Regions from separate parts of the Mus musculus genome. Here region 1 is linked to region 2. A link is a contact called in public Hi-C data. All regions are on one chromosome and are shown on one strand. The core of a region is the stretch at or near the end of the contact, and the rest is flanking DNA. Distances in the headings are between cores, read along the strand shown. Region 1 has its middle 70 kb from the start of Pou1f1. Region 2 has its middle 140 kb from the start of Pou1f1.

Region 1 (2,700 bases), core at 191-2,690, 72 kb before region 2:
TCTTATGTCCACCAGTATCGCCAGGAGAAACTATGTACCTAAGCCATAGAATCTATGAGGAAAACAAGTATTTATGTCTCCGTTACTAAGCTTTATTGTAATTTCCTATACAGAGAAAGATAGTGGATGCTGAGCAATATGGAAACTGACATTCTTCAGGAGGTTGACCTTTGTGGAATTTGATCTTAGCCTGTGATCAGCACAATGCAAAGGAAGATGATAACAGAGACCAGGGTAAAAGTAATCACAGTAGAAGCCTGACGGTCAAAGTTCAGATCCCAGGACACAGCAAAATCTGATGTGACAACACACACCCCAGCACTACATCAACATTGCGGGGGCCAAGGATAAGAGAATCATCAAGGAGCTCTGAGGCCAGCTAGCCTGGAGTTCATGGTCCAATGGCAGAAACAATGAGAGATCCTACTTCAAGCAAGGGAAAAAGGAGGAGCAACTCTTAAAAAGTTGTCAACTGTCCTCCACATGTCTGTAGTGCCGTGTGTGCACTACATGAGCTTACATGTACCCCTGTCTCTCTTCCACAGGCATACATGCACAACAGCTATAAATATATGAGAGTTTTGTGGAATAACGTTATAACAAATATTTAAACACTACATTTGGTTCCTCGCCTAGACTTGGTCATTGGGGCTAAAGCAGATAGACCAGCAACAGAGAATTGCTCCTGTGGATCTCACACTGAGATATCAACAGTGGCGATCTGGGATGCTTGGACTTTGAATACATCTTAAAACAGAGCCAGTAGGATTTCCAAAAAAATTTCAGGTATTTGGAAGACATATAGTCAGACAGACAGACAGACAGAACCCCCTGAGAGAGAGAGAGAGGGAGAGAGAGAGAGAGAGGGAGAGAGAGAGAGAGAGAGAGAGAGAGAGAGAGAGAGAGAGAGAGAGAGAGAGAGAGAGATTGAGGAATTAAAATAGAGCTTTATCTTTGAGCCTCTTCGGGTAGAAGGTCTGAGTTAGAAGTATGCACTTGAGAACTATTGCAAAAAATAATAAATAATTTCAAATTGATATAACTATTGAAACAGCATGGAAAAAGACAAAGGAGAATGCCCTGAGCCTTGGTGTCCTCCACAGTGAAGAGGCAGACTGAGGAGAAAGCTTGAGGAAAGAAAGAGAGCAGAAATCCAGTGGAATGAGACCAGCATGCATTGCTTCCAAGTCATCTGGACTGCCTCTTCCTGTTTTCCCATCCTCTCCCTTCTAGCCAGCATTCTCCATGGAACCAGATAAGGAGTTTCTCTGCAAGTTTTCTTAGGAAACACTTCCTGTTAAATACTTCAATGGCTTCGTTTTACCTTTCTGAGCCTTGGCCTTTTGTTTTGTTAAACTTTCAACGCCTAAATCATTTCCATTGGCTCTCCTGATATGATTGTCCCTGCTTCTGACCCTGAATGACCTACTCAATCTGCGTCCCGAATTCCTGGTTTGCACAATCCATGACTCACTTCCTGTTTTGATTTCCATTTCATACAGCCCTGAAACTATTTTTAGTGAAGTTCAACAAAAAAAGTGGGTGCTTTTTTTAAAAATTTTTAATATTTTTTTTTATTACGTATTTTCCTCAATTACATTTCCAATGCTATCCCAAAAGTCCCCCATACCCTCTCCCCCACTTCCCTACCCACCCATTCCCATTTTTTTGGCCCTGGCATTCCCCTGTACTGGGGCATATAAAGTTTGCTTGTCCAATGGGCCTCTCTTTCCAGTGATGGCCGACTAGGCCATCTTTTGATACATATACAGCTAGAGTCAAGAGCTCCTGGGTACTGGTTAGTTCATAATGTTGCTCCACCTATAGGGTTGCAGATCCCTTTAGCTCCTTGGGTACTTTCTCTAGCTCCTTCATTGGGAGCCCTGTGATCCATCCAATAGCTGACTGTGAGCATCAACTTATGTGTTTGCTAGGCCCCGGCATAGTCTCACAAGAGACAGCTATATCTGGGTCCTTTCAGCAAAATCTTGCTAGTGTATGCAATGGTGTCAGCGTTTGGAAGCTGATTATGGGGTGGATCCCTGGATATGGCAGTCCTTTTGTCACAACTCCAAACTTTGTCTCTGTAACTCCTTCCATGGGTGTTTTGTTCCCAATTCTAAGAAGGGGCACAGTGTCCAACTCGAGCGGGTGCTTTTAACTGTACTTTGGGTTCCTTTTGTTAAATCTCCTAAATTATGTCTGTTCTTCTGTGTGATGATTTGCTGAAGACCCCTCTTCAAAATATGCTCTGCAATCCTCTTCCTACATTCATTTTCCCTAAATTCACTATTTAGTTAAGAAACAAAGACCAATATCCAAGTCAAGTTCCTGGTAATTGTTTGATATTAACACATAATATTTGAATAATACCTTATACTCTAAAAAGTAAAAGGGGAAAACAATTTATATTACTATTTATTTCACTGCTTAGAATTAGATAAAATATTGTTTTGATATGAAAACAAACAATGCATGAGTGAGTGCTTCCTTATTTTCTGATTTTATGATTACTAGTTTACTTTTTATGTTTTAACATTTGTAAATGTAAATTGTAAAATATCAAAACAACTTTTTATTGAATTCTAGATCTAAAACTCATAATACTGAATTCTAAAATAGACTCTTACTAGGAAGCAGGAACTTAAGCATTTATCATAAGTTTTTGGTCTATTTGTTTGTTTGAGTTGTTGGTCCTCA
Region 2 (2,700 bases), core at 190-2,689:
TGTCTTCTACTTTGTATCTCAGAGCAAGATGCAAGAACTAAGCATCCTTTCATTGCTTTCCAAGAAATAGCATCATCCATTTTCCCTAAGACCAGTAAAGATGTATTTGCACATCACTCTTACGCTCCAACTCCTTTAATGGTTATTCTCTAACACTAATTTGTGGGGTTTGTATCACTTTTTTTGTTCAAACCTCTTGAGCAAAATCAGGGGTTCCACTTAAAAGTAAGAATATTGCTCATTTTGCTGCTCTCGCCTCTTATTATGTTCAGGACATAAAATAGAAATTCTAGCACATCCTTCATCAATGGTCTTCTATTTTCCTGGTATGGATTCTCAATGGACACTCCTTCCCCATTGGCAGCAGAGAGATTTTCTCTGTACTATGGCTGCTGGTAAGTCCCAAGAGGGACTTCCAGATGGAGCAGCTTTTCTGAACCGTCCATGCACCAATGAGCCCAGTAAAGGCTCAAAACCTGGGCTGGGAGAGCATCTTTTGTTTGTCCTCTCAAAGCCTGCTTTATCTGTGGTGAATAGATGTTGTGTTTCACTTCCCAAGGAAAAATAACACAACTGCCAATTATGTCATACTGAGATAAACTTAACTAGGTCACAATGCACTGTCTGTTTTAAATATAAATAGATTTGGTTTCAAATATTTTGCCTCACTGAATGCCCATAAGTAAAATCAGTGACTTTTCTTCCATATGATCCGTCCCTGACAGCTGTTGTGTTTGCTCAGCCCCATCGCTTTTTATACCCTGGAAGAACTTATTTGAGATTAGACTTTTTTTTTTTCATTTTGGAGTTAAATTTATTAATTATGACATCTTCCAGAATTTTTTCTCTTTTGATTTTATAGTGCTTATGAAGTTGTTTTTTTCTAGTTTTCTCTGATGTTCTGAAAAACTGTAACGTTCTGTATGGTCAGGTATTCCATTGCCTGTGACCAGTGCTTTAGCAGGGGTCTGGAACCTGAGGACAGACATATTGGAAAGACTAAAGACATTGACCACCTGTTGACTATCAATCCAGTTGCCCAAAATATCTTGAACTATTGTTATTTATACAATCTCAAGCCTACTCACCTGAGCAGTGAAATAATTGGCTATTTTATTTAAAGAATCATAATGTCAGTATACATAAGCCTTATCATTACAAAAGCCCCCTTCCTCCTTTCCCTCTCCCTCTGGGTCAGTCACACAAATACCCTCAACCATACTCTGCAACTAAAATTTAACATTAGTTTCCCCCACCCCCAGTCACAATAGCAGTTCTCTGTCACAATACCTTTTATCACTGCAGGCAGAGACATGTTCATGTACCAAGCAACTTTTCCTGATATGCATCCACTAATTCCTGATTAAGTCTCTGTTGATCAGATACAACTTCCCCATTTTATAGGTCGCTGTTGATCAGACCCAGCTTCCTGAAACAGTTATGTGAGCCAGGACCGTTGTTCTCCACACTGTGACCAGCTTACTCAGTGTGACTGTAGCTGTGCCTCTAGGGACATAAGTATGTTTCCCAAATTACCCAGGATTAACTGTCACATCTGGAGGATGAGTAGGGTTAGAGAGAGGAGAGGAGGGTTTCACTCCTTGAATGAGTCCGAAGAAGAACATAGAATTCATTCACAGGTCTTTGCCAAGTGGGAAGGGGTTTCTATGGGCCTTGCTGTGTGAAGTCACCAGTGAAACACTCATAGGCCTTTCAAATTCAATCAGTTTCCATTTCTCATCTAATCTCAGCAGGCAGCATCTTCGGAGTCAGAGGGCTTTAGCCTTAACTTTGTTCAACTGTGATACTTTGTTATCTGCTTTCCACAGTTCCACCAGCTTAATTATCATTTTCAAATCTTATTAAGTTTGCTGATATTGTATCTTATTTTCTTTCACTAATTAACTATGTAAATTTAATTCTTTTGCCTTTTTACTAAATTTGGCATTAGTCTTTTGCCATTTTTATATTTAGCTAATTAACTTTCAAGTTTTGGTATTTTTAATAGTTATAAGTTGTGTCCTAAAATTGCTTTAGCCTATATCACACAGCATGTATATATACATATATATATATATATATATATGTATGTGTATATGATGTATATGTATATATCATGTACATATACACATGTATATACATATACATACTTTGTTATGTATATTATATATAATAATCCAATTTTAAGTGTTTTCTGGTATCTACTTTAGGAATTTGCCTCTTTCTCATTTTACTTAACCGTGTTCTTTAATTTCCAAATAGATTGTTCTTTTTTCCGTTTTTACTATCTATATCTGACTTGATTTTTTGTAACTGGTAAACATGAGTTATATGCTACCAATCTTTTGGAATTTATTGAAACTCACCCATAGTTCAGCATGTGGTTGATTTGTATGAAGGACATTTTCCTAGCTTAAGATAATATGCACCTACAGGTTAAGGTGGTGTCTCGACATAAGTTAGTTGTCAAAGATTAATGAATCATCTGAGCATAAACTCATTATTAATTTTTAAACCTCTTCCTCTTTTGATCAGTCACTCTTCCTCTATCTTATTCTATTTAACAAACACCCAAGAAATATTCTTGAATATCCCTAAAAATGATAAATAGGGAAGTCACTAAAAGTAAAATGTGAGTTATTAGAGATTTTAATGTCACGTCATGCTTGAAGAAAGTTAAACAGATTAAGGAAAACACCA

Evidence for each region. Hi-C and Micro-C count contacts between places; a contact is called where the count stands out from the background.
Region 1: a contact with region 2 is called in a Hi-C map of bone marrow-derived macrophages, with 37 read pairs. The contact joins two enhancer-like sites. A contact is called at or near these places in 16 of 484 Hi-C or Micro-C datasets (the 63-12 cell line, the G1E-ER4 cell line, bone marrow-derived macrophages and 12 more) and 6 of 115 datasets of contacts at active chromatin or transcription factors (a beta-TC-6 cell line, bone marrow-derived dendritic cells, embryonic stem cells and 1 more).

What each region holds. Positions count from the first base shown.
Region 1 is chr16:65,449,626-65,452,325 of GRCm38.p6, reverse strand. No RefSeq gene overlaps it. Among named protein-coding and RNA genes, the nearest start is that of Pou1f1, 70 kb to the left of the region's middle. Within about 2 kb of position 1,440, at least 27 of the 459 cell types and tissues checked have an H3K27ac peak or open chromatin away from gene starts, as enhancers often do. A contact at or near this core is called in bone marrow-derived macrophages, where this site is marked.
Region 2 is chr16:65,377,205-65,379,904 of GRCm38.p6, reverse strand. No RefSeq gene overlaps it. Among named protein-coding and RNA genes, the nearest start is that of Pou1f1, 140 kb to the left of the region's middle. Within about 2 kb of position 1,439, at least 19 of the 459 cell types and tissues checked have an H3K27ac peak or open chromatin away from gene starts, as enhancers often do. A contact at or near this core is called in bone marrow-derived macrophages, where this site is marked.